Regions from separate parts of the Mus musculus genome. Here region 1 is linked to region 2. The links are chromatin contacts, called in public Hi-C maps. All regions are on one chromosome and are shown on one strand. Each heading gives the region's core, a stretch centred on a gene start, on an enhancer-like site or on the middle of the called end of the contact. The rest is flanking DNA. Distances are from core to core; before and after follow the strand shown. Region 1 holds the start of Morf4l1b (mortality factor 4 like 1B). Region 2 overlaps Pik3ap1 (phosphoinositide-3-kinase adaptor protein 1).

Region 1 (5,454 bases), core at 1,526-4,025, 210 kb before region 2:
CAAATCCTGAAAGGATAAAAAAAAAGTGAATAAATAAAACCCATCATCACGATAATTACTGAAAAATACTGCTTTCTTCTGGTTCACAGAATCCCTGGTTATCACCCTGAAGGGATGCTCAGGAAACAGTCCCTGAGAAATCTAAAAGGGGTGTCTGCACTGCTAATAATGAACACAACAAAGAGTCAAAGCACATTCAAAGTTAAGAAAAATAGAAACTAGAAACAACCAACGAAAGAATGGAGGTTCAGAGTCTCCACTTCTACAAAACTTTACAGGAATGAGATTCTGAAAAACTGCCTTCCCAATGAAGCATCATGCTTTGGAACGTCCATAAACTGTCTAGAACAGTCTAAACAGTCCCTTTTTCTGCATAACAGTTGATAACATAAACTAACTTCTCTCAGGTTAATAGTCTTCTAGAGAAAAGTCTCGAGAGCAGTTTTCTTCACCTCTCACAATATTTTAGAATGAAAAGTAGTGAATTATTTCACAACACAATATTAAATACTTGGTCCATTTTTAAAGGCAAAACTCACTAGGTACACAAAGAGAAAAAAAATGAAGATAAAAAAAAATCACATAGCTGTACAAAAGTTGTTCAAAAGCATTATATCCTTTACCAGTGTGAAAGAAAAAGAAAACCAGGTTTTCTAACTGACTACATCAAAAACTGTTATGTACTTAATGAAATACAGTTTAAATGTCTTGCTGTTGTGTATTGTTATGAAAGAAAGAGAAAAACCTTAGAATAGTGAAATCTACAGTGTCTTTTAAAAAAAAGAGAGAAAAAATGTCAAGGCCCTCACTATAAAGTTCAAATACTTATTACAACTGATCTGAGAATCCGTATGTACTTTAACTATGACCTTTAGAAAGAATTAATGTCATGCATATTTGGTACACATTATTACTTTTCAAATGCATAGAAATATCAATGAATTTAGAAAGCAAAAGAGGACTGGAAAGATGGCCTTTTAAGGGGCTGGAGAGCTGGCTCAGCTTCTCTTCTTAAAGACCAGAGTTTGATTCCTGGCATCTGTATGTAGACTCTTTTTTTTTTTTTTGAAATTTAAAGAAAAAATTTATTGAAGATCTGAAAAACAACTCCTACAAGATTGACTTTTCCATAAAACTGCAGCTACACGATGCATTGCGTCTATCATGTTAAAACGTGCATTAGACACAAATACAAAACCCATGAAAACAAGCCACCATTCTTTAACAGTTGAGCAAAGATAAGATGCCTAAGGAATGACATGGATGACTTGCAAAGGATGGGCTCTTTAAGCACCATTAAAAAAAAAAAAAAAGAGCACAGATGGATGAGTGTTCAGTTATATACACTGAAGTGAACCTTTGGCACTAGGAATCAGAGCATTTGTCATAGAGCATTAACACATATTATAAAAGTGCGTAGTGTCAAAGGAACAGAACCACCAGCATTCAAAAGCAGCTTTGTCAACTAGGCAAACACTCTACAGCATGTCTCTCTGTTGTCCGTCACTGATACACTGGTAGAAACTTTGAAATGAAAAAAGGAAGAAAAAAGGAGCAGTTACTCCTTTTATTTTCTCTGTTTAAAATCAAAGAGGAAACAAACAACTCTGTTATACACTAACGGTCTTCAAAGTACATCATTTGTACAAGAGAAGGACTAAGAACCAAACTGTTTACAGAGATCCAAGCACGAGGGAGAGAGGGCGAGCACGCCCTCACACGGCTTTCCGATGGTACTCAGGAGGGGCCACTTCATAATCACTGGCACTGAACAAGGTTGCAGAATTCTTCGCCAGGTACTTGAGAAAATCATGTAGATAGTTCAGTAATAAAGCAAGGCTTTTCTCATCTAGAGGCGTGTAGGCCAACATCGCTCCAATTCGCACAAATAATCTCAGCAAATGTGGCGCTCCGTACACCTGGGACATGGGCGCATCCGGGTGGTCGGTGAGGATTTCAGCGTACTGTGGTCTCTCAAACTTGTAGAGAAGCTGAGTGCCCAACATGACATTGAAGTACTCCTTTATGCCTGCCACCACCTCATTAACAGCATACTCTTTATTATCTGTATTTCCTCGAGACTTCTTATAATTTGCATAATCCTCCAAAATGGAATCCACATTCTTCTTGGCAGGAAGATAAAAAAGCTGCTTTTGTCTGGTGATCAAGTCCCAGTCATCCACAAGCCAGGGTTTCAGCTCTTCAGGGATCTTCACTTTAACTTCAACTCTGTTCATGAAGGTTTCTTCATTTTCAACGGTAGGATCTACCCGGGCTCTCTTCTTCCTAGGAGGCTGAGGTGTCTCACTGGTACTGCCACCATCTCCATTTCCAGGTGTTTTCTGCTTGTTCTTTTTTGTTTTCACTTCGACATTTTTCTGTTGCAGGCCGGATGTCTTCTTCCCCGGAGCAGCCCCTCTCATCTTGCCCTCTGCATATTGTTCCTGATTGGCCTTTTGAAGTTCTCGCTGTTTCTGCAAATTGGTGTCCACGTATTTGAGTACTCTGCTTTCTGGCACCCATTCATCCCAATTTTTATTCCAGCCACTGTAATGGATGAAGTATTTCACTTGTTTGTCCTTTATGGCAACCTTTACACACTTTGCTTCATAGAGAAGAGGCCCATGAAAGCACAGCACTCGCTCGCCCTCCTGGAATTTCGGCTTAGGGTCCTGCTTGGGCGCCATTTATAAGTGATTCGCCGCCTCCTCCTTCTCCCACCACCCCCGACTACCGCCCCCTACTCTCTACCCCACCCAACTCTGTATGTAGACTCTTAATTGTCTTAGTAATACCAGTCCCCGAGGATCCAATGTCCTTTTTGGCCTCCAAAGGCAGTGCATACACATGGTACACAGACAGAGGTAGGCAAATTACACATACAATTAAAATTAAAATTAAAAGGCAGACTTCAGAAACAGTACTATCTTGCTAAACTGATAATAAAAATAATATTGTAATTAAAATGTCTTTGCTCTACTTCCTATAAACCTCTAATCTGCAATACAGTAGCTACTGAAGTTCGTATTGTAATTAGAGTTAATTTTTATATTATTTTTAAACTGTAACTTTTTGATTTATCATTAGAAAGCAATTATTTTTCAATTTTATTTCTTGACATCAAATTATTCTAAAGGTATTAACAAAATTAAATTACCCACTAATCAAACAGCTGATTGTTATTTACCTAATGTAATTAGTTACTGTGTCCTCTTGCTCTTTCAAACATTAGAAAAGAAGAAAGGCGTGAGTTAGGAGCTGTAGAGGTAGAGAGGCAGCGGTGGTGGTGCAATCATCGGGATTAATGGCCAAATACTATCTATTTTTGACCCTGGAGACTATAGAGTCTCAGTAACAGTTAACCTCTGTTCCTTTAAGTAAATCTCAAAACAGTCTCCAACTCCAATTCCTCTTATTTTCCAGAAAGGAATTCTCATCTTTACAGTAAGACTGAAAGCATTTGAGTCTCTTAGAAGGTATTAAATAACCAAAAAATCCAGCAGGTTTGGTAGTTCTTACATGAAAGATCTATTATATAAAATTATAACAAATTTTAAACTCTCATAGTAAGTCAAATTTTATTTTTGAGACAGGGTTTCTATAAATAGCCCAGGATAATATCCTTAGGTCCTCTTATCTCAGTCTCCAGACTGCAATGGTTACAACTGTGTACCACCATGCCATGGCTGTCCTCAATTTCCAAAAAGGAAAAATGTAAACACAGCAAGAAAGGGGAAAATGAACCAACGCTTGGGGGAATAGTAATTCAAAACTAACAAAGATCAAAATCTGAACTAGGTCAACTGAGAAAGAAATTCAGTAATACATAATCATTAGGAAAAAAAATTACAGAATGAAAAACAGAGTGGCCCTGAACTCTGAAGGCAGAGTGCAGGCAGATCTGTAGGTGAGGCCAGAAGGAACTGCAGGACAGCCAGGGCTACCCAGAGAAACTCTTGTCTCAAAACAAAAAAACAAAAACAAACAAACAAAAAAGCAGGGGGGGGCGGTTCAGAGGAATGCTTGCTGGATATGATGCAAGATTACAGCCAGCATTCAAGAGGCTACACGAGTGGAATGTCCAAGTTCAGAGCTATGCTACAGAGCAAGTTTCACACCCAGACTAGGCTACTGACTAAAGTCCTGTATTAGGGGAGGGGTGTAGAAACTCTGACAAAAATAAGCAAGCAGTCAACAACACAACAAACTTAGTCATAAAAGATTTTGCCACAACTAATTTTGTTCTAAAACATAACCATATGTAAGCCATTTCTCTTCTGTTCACTTGCCACAACACACTGAGCCTTATGCACTACACACTTTAAATATTTTGCTGTTCTCTGTTCACTGGATATTAGCACTATTCAGTTTTACTAATAATAAATATCGAATTTAGCAGTTGCATAGCAACACTGAATTATCTTACGTGCTATGCCTAACATTAACAAAAGGCAAGTAAGAACAAAGACACTCAAAAATTCATACCAAGATTTCATAGGAAAGCCAGGAAGAAAGATAACAAAGTACCATAAGGAATAAAAACTGCGTTCCCCAGCCATCGTGGTGGCTAATCTTGATTGGGGCCATCTCATACCTAAGGCAGGAAGGTGGTGGCTGCAAAGAAGATGAAAAAAGTCTCTGGAGTCAATCAACTCTAGGCTCCATCTGGTGATGGAAAGTGGGAAGTATATACTTAGATACAAACAGATACTGAGGATGATACAAAGGGCAGACTGAAACTGGCCATCTGAGGTAATTGGCCCAGCTTTGATGAAATCTCAAACAGAACACTATGCCATGTTGGTTAAAACTGATGACCGGCACTACACTGGCAATATACTGACTTGGGCACAGCATGAAGGAAATACTACAGAGTATGCATAATGGCTGTCATTGATCCAGGTGATTTTTGGTTATTTATAATTAGAAACCTGCCAGAGCAGACTAATTAAAAAGTAAATCTGGAAAGTGTTCCTTTAATAAAACTTTGTGAGAGATCCTTTTAAAAAAAGAAAAAAGTAAAAAGGAGCGCTGTTCACTGCAACTGTGCACATGCGCCTGCCTCAGAGTGGCTCAACACACTGGCAAAGAAGGTCTTCAAAAGGAGTTTTAATGGCTAAACTTGTGGGTGTTTAAGGAGCTTATTTTTGGTTTAAAAAAAGATGAACAAGCCAAGACTGCAGGCAAACAATGAGTAAAACATGTCCCTTCGTTTTGGAAGTTTATTTATTACACATCCACTGAACAGTCTGAAATTTTTGGCAATATTAGAAAAAAACTCAAGAAAAATAGTTGAATAGCAAAAATTAAGAATTTGGTCACTAACCAGTTTATTCTTACACGCCACACACAGAATTAAAATTCCAAAGCTGATACAGATGGAGTTTTAGAACTTGAAGCAAAATGTAAATTGTACTTCAGGTCTTACTCTTTGGGCTTGAAAAGTTGACTGAA
Region 2 (5,645 bases), core at 1,475-3,974:
TTGCCTTTGAGGATGGGTTATGGTCCTCACGTCCTGTGATGGGAGTCTTTCTTTTCTTTTGTCAGCATCACCCAATCAATGCCTCTGCTCTGGAAACCTGGGGAGCTAGTGCCTGGAGGCCCTTGTCCAGTCTGTTTCCAGGGTAACCCGCTGCTGCGTTATAGCTTTGCTTACTTACACATCTCAGAGTCTCACCTTTGTCTACGTGGCATAAGGTACAGCATCACGCTGCTAGGAACTTCTAACTCACAGGTGTCGCTGCAATCCTAGAGTGGCTTTCTGTTGTCTAGAATAAAACTTTTCTTTTGACCCCTGACCTTTCTGGGATCTGCCCCAGCCGAGGTTTGCAAGTGGCAGTGCGCACTGCCTTGGCCACAACCATCTTACTGGCTTCCCTCAGCAATTCCCTAGTAGTAACCGTGGTCTTGTGGCAGGTCAACTCTACTTTGTGGTTTCTTTTGCACGAGCTCTCTGATTTTACAGTCCCTGCTAAGAGCCAGGTTCCATCTGAGCCGGGGGGCACAGCTGGACGCTGTGAAAGACCTTGCAGCCAACACTGCAGGTCTCACTCTAGGCAAAATTGTCCAGTTATGGGTGGGCTTTGGAGACATGTCCCATACCCCATCGACATTATTTTTGTCCAGAAATCTTCCCTTCCTGCAGCTGCAGAGGCTCAGACATCCCCTTGGTGACCCGTTTGAGAAGATTCTGTTGAGCAGAGCTTGGAACTACAACAGAGGCATTAGTTCTGGGTACCAGGTCAGATCTGTACCATCTAGGGGTCAGGTCAGGACACTGGGTGCTTCCTGACCTCTCCCTGCTTGGTGAAAACACTGGATTAGATGTTGTAGGGTTAGTTAATGAGATAAAATTCTCTACCACCAACAGCCAGCCTCACCCTGCTTTGGACCCACAACAGCCTACCAGCCATGTCCCTCTTTGGGCACTGCGCATAAATAATGACCTTGGGCTGTCATTAATTATATGTCTCTCTGATTCTGAGCCCCTGGCTTCCATAAGAATGACTTACAGCTTCCTGTCATTCCCCAGCACCCAGCCCAGTACTGTGCATAGGCTGTGCTCAGCCAATAGAGGTGCTAGAAAATGAGATGTCATCCCAGACTTTGTGGAAGTCCAAGTGCAGATTAGCTTGTCCACATTCTAATGCAATACTCTTGGTTTTTGGGGGGAGGTGGCAGATGTAGTGAGATATCGATTAGGTACTGCCGAGTGCAGACGCCAGGGTGGGGTCATAGCTCCCTGGCTTCTCCAGGCTGCCATTTATTTCATATCAGTATACATTATGCTAGTTCTTCTGCCTAAATTGCCTTTTTTCTCTGCCTGAGCAATGCCTAGACTCCTTCACAAAGCCCAAACTCTACCATAGCACATGCTTATTCTTTGTAAGTTTTTTTTAACCTATTCATTCATTCATTCATTCATTCATTCATTCAACGAATCTTTATTAAATCCTTATCAGATCTGTCCTGTGTGTAAGGGACATGGTGCCAGGCGATAAACAGCCAGTGAATAAATTGTCATGATCCCTGCTTCCCAGAGTCTATGTCCCATGGACCCCAAATTCTGTAGATCTGCTCCTGCATGACAGGGCTGCTTTGCCCACCATGTGTAAAGTCACAGGCTAGACCTTGCCCCACCTTTTCACCTGGGCATTTCTGCCCCATTTTCCTCGTTGCTAATGCCAGACATCACTCCCCACCCCTCTGATTTCAGATTGTTCTTCTCTCCTGTGTGTCTCTCCTTCCCATTACTTCTCCATCCATATGTGAAAAGTTAGGCTTTTACGTTGATGTCATCAGTCACCCTAACCTATTCGGGTGTAGTTGGGACCAGAAAAGCTCCAGGTTATCTTAGGTCCTACTGTGTGCCTCCTGCACCAAGACTTCTTGTTTGGCCACAAAAGATACTTCCTGGAGGGTAGAAGAGGGCTCTTGTTGGTTTTTAGGGTTGGAGAGCTTTTCTGGAATAGTCCTTTAGTCCCTGGTGTTTTCCTGGCTTTATATGGTACTGGCATGTCATCTGGATGGAGTGAGTGTCCTCTCCAGCTAAGCCATCTACACCAAAGTTCTGTCCTGAGAGGTGAATCTCACAGGTTTCTTTTGGAATTTGTGACACCGTTGATTCGTTCCTTAATTGAGTGCCAGCTGGGATGTTTTGCCACCTTGAATGCGAGCTTCTTGCATCCCAGAAACGGATCCTTCAAGATCAACCCCCCAGCATCTGTTGTGAGCCTGCAGTGGCTCTTCCAGGAGGAGACTGCGACCTGTGTTGCTTTCTTCTTGTTGTTGTTTTTCTTCTGCTGAGATGAAAAGAACTTTGCACTTTTCCGACGCATTTCAGGTTATTTTTAGCTGACAAGTGGTGAAGGTGAAGTGTTCGGAGTCTGAATCACAAAACCTTGAACATCCTGGAATGCAAGGATGTATTCTTCTTCTGCTTTACCCAACCCCCCGTGTCTGCTTCAGCAAATCCCTTTGCCCACAGAACTCCCTGCGGTTTTTGGTCACTCCGGTGCTACTTGTTGTCTACCTGGCTTCTGGATGCAACAGGTTTCAGATTTCTATGTTTCATTAAGTCAAAGGACAACCTCCATGTTTTGAATGGGAAAGGACAGAAAATATTTTTCCGGACCTCCACTTAAAGGGTATACACATCCAGACACTGGTGGCAAAAGCCGATGTCCTTGGAGGCAAGGTTGCCCGGTCTGTGCAAGCACAAGGGACTTCCTTCAGTGCGTCACAATCCCAGCCCCCTCTCCAGCCCAACATAGGAAGAAATTCACAGCAGCCTTGGAGACAGAGTAGTGCTCCCAGTGTGTGGCCGTGTTTTATTGACATGTGCAGAGGGAACTCAGGCTTACAGGCAAAATTAGGCTTGCTAGCCAGCTGCCCTTGCGATACGGAGACTAGCCTGGCTTCTCTGTGTGAGTCTGGTATAACTACGGATGTCCTTAAGAGTAAAAGAGGGAACCAGAGGATAGAAGAGATGGATGGCACAGTGAGAAAAGCTGGCATTGCTGCCTTTGAAAACAGGATTAGGGCCTGGTGCCCAGGTATGTAGACAACCCCGGACCCAGGAAAAGAGATGAAATCTATGCTGAGTTTTCCATAGAGGAGAAAACCTTAATTTTGGCCATCAGAACCCGCTTTGGCTTCTGAACCACAGAAGTGTAGGATTCGTGTCACGTTAGTGGTATTTGTCTCCGTAGCCTCAGAACGAAGCTGCCTCAGAATAATCAGGACAACTAGGAATTCGGTATCTCGCACTGGTTCAGTGCTTTCATCAACATTGTCTTAGTCATCTCTCTCAGCCGTCCTATGAGGCAGGCGCCCTGCGGTTTATCCCCGCTTTGCAGATGGAACACTGAAGCTTACCTATTTCAAGGAACCTGCCCAAGGACTTAGAACTAGTAGGAGTCAGAGGCAGCATTTAAACGTAAGTCTTCAAGATGCCAGAGGCCGTTTCCAGTGCCTCTGTCTTGATGCCCAGTAGACAGTCTCCCAAGCCTCTGTTGTTTACTGGGTTTCTCAGCTGCTGCCTTTCTCTGACTTTGCTTTGTCCCCTGAATGCAGACTTTTGGCTGGCTCCTGGCCTTTACTGCCTTGTCCTGGAGCTGTACACTTCCTTCATCTCTTCCCCAAGCCCTTGCTTCATCTCGCTGTCTAGTTACTGACTCTTCATAGCCTCTGACTTTAGGCTTCCTTCCTAAGAACAGCCTCTACCAATGCACAGAATGGGGCCAGCATGGGCTGGATAGCGCCACCTAGCGGGCGCTATCCAGCCCTCTAGAAAAGAGGACATTTGGGTGTCCTGGAATCTTAACAAAGAAAATGTTTGGCAAACCAAGTCAGATTTCCACGCGTGATCCTGTTGTAAGGACTGGCATGTTGTATTTAGACCTTACTCAAGCCTTAAGTATACTTAACTATAAGAAAACTGTGTGTCTCAATGAGGAAATTGAAAATATAATGTTTGAGATCATGGATGAGAATTCAAATATTGTGAGAAACACATTCTCAAACTCATGTTGAAGGCAGAAGGCATGCATGAAAGCCAACTTATTCTTAAAAAGAAAAAAGAAAAAAAGACGAATATGAGGTAGGAAGTAGCTCAGTGGTATTTTCTAGTGCCCAGCGTGTGTGAGGCCCTAGGTTCAATACCCAGCATTTCAATAAAAAGAGGCAAGAGGCAAGAATAGACAAATGGGATTATATCAAATTGAGGACTTTCTATAGAGCAAAGAAGAACAAGATTAAAGAGAAAAATCCACAGAATGGGGGTGAATGCTCATCTGATAGAAGTTTAGTGTCCAGGGGGCTGGAGAAGCTCTCTGTGGGTAAGAACACTGGTCCTTCAGAGGACCTCAGTTTGGTTGTCAACACCCACAGGTGGCTCACGACCTTCTGTGATTCCAGCTCTGGGGAGCCCATCGCCTCTTCTGGAGCTCGCACATGTGCGAGCTCCCCAAGACACAAAGACACATAGACAGAAATAAAATCTTTGAAAACGTTAGACCCAGGTGTGGTGTTCCACACCTCTAGTTTCAGCATTTAGGAGGCAGAGGCAGGTGGATATCTGTGAGTTCAAGGGCAACCCAGTCTGCATAGTGAGCTCCAGGCCAGACACAGAGACCCTGTATCCAAAGGGAAAAAAAATGGTGTTTAAAACATATGAACAATTCAGATAACAAAAAAACAAACCCGAAACTGATCAGAAATTAATATAGACTTTAGACTTTTCTTTTTAGAAATATGCAAATTGCCAGCAAATATATGAAAATGTTCAACGTGACTCACCAGGGAAATGCAAATTGAAACCACGGTGAGGTAGCATTTCAGTCCAGTTAGAGTGGCTGTGATAAAAATTTAAAAAAAAAATCAACAAAAAGCCGGGTGTGGTGGCGCACACCTTTAATCCCAGCACTCAGGAGGCAGAGGCAGGCGGATTTCTGAATTCGAGGCCAGCCTGGTCTACAGAGTGAGTTCCAGGACAGCCAGGGCTACACAGAGAAACCCTGTCTCGGAAAAACCAAAAAAAAAAAAAAAAAAAGAATCTTGCCACTTGTATCCACTTGGTTGGGAATGACACAAATTCTGCTCTCTGGTCAGTAAGGTGCCTACAGTTCATAAATGTTTATTATATATTTATAGAGAACTAAAAGAAGTTCAGAGACTTTCAAGCAAAAACATGATAACTGTTTGAAGATATGGAATTGTTAACTAACCCGATCTTCACGGTAAACATACATCAAATTAGCATTGTGTGAGCCGAGAGTGGTGTAATTCCAGCCCTTGGGAGATGGGGCTGGAAGACCAGATGTTCAAGGTTATCTGCTGCATAATAAGTTCAAGGTCAGCCCAGGCTACGTGAAACCTAAAACCACAACCACCAAAGAAAAGACAAGATGGCTCAAGTGTTAAGAGCCCTTGTGGCTCTTTCAAAGGTTCTGTGTTCAGTTCTCAGCATTTATGTCACTCAGCTCACAACTTCCTGTAACTCCAGGTCTAGGAGATCTAATGTCCTCTTCTGGCCCTTGTGGCACTTATCCACACATCACACACACACACACACACACACACACACACACACACACACACACACGCATGCATACACACATGCCAGTA

Evidence for each region. A called contact is a pair of places that touch in the nucleus more often than the background predicts.
Region 1: a contact with region 2 is called in a Hi-C map of Sertoli cells, with 4 times the contacts expected there. The contact joins the promoter of Morf4l1b here to the enhancer-like site in region 2. A contact is called at or near these places in 1 of 15 datasets of contacts at CTCF or cohesin (large pre-B cells), 3 of 484 Hi-C or Micro-C datasets (the AML12 cell line, Sertoli cells and bone marrow-derived macrophages), 1 of 115 datasets of contacts at active chromatin or transcription factors (embryonic stem cells) and 1 of 9 other capture datasets (embryonic stem cells).

What each region holds. Positions count from the first base shown.
Region 1 is chr19:41,522,573-41,528,026 of GRCm38.p6, reverse strand. It overlaps Morf4l1b (mortality factor 4 like 1B), which reads right to left and starts at 2,775. Exons shown (of 1, transcript NM_001326287.1): 1 at 1,066-2,775. The coding sequence starts at 2,687. The coding sequence ends at 1,716. It overlaps Lcor (ligand dependent nuclear receptor corepressor), which reads right to left. Exons shown (of 8, transcript NM_001370767.1): 3 at 1-6.
Region 2 is chr19:41,311,995-41,317,639 of GRCm38.p6, reverse strand. The region is part of intron 8 of Pik3ap1 (phosphoinositide-3-kinase adaptor protein 1); the gene reads left to right. Among named protein-coding and RNA genes, the nearest start is that of Gm52406, 32 kb to the right of the region's middle. Within about 2 kb of position 2,724, at least 7 of the 459 cell types and tissues checked have an H3K27ac peak or open chromatin away from gene starts, as enhancers often do. A contact at or near this core is called in Sertoli cells and bone marrow-derived macrophages, where this site is marked.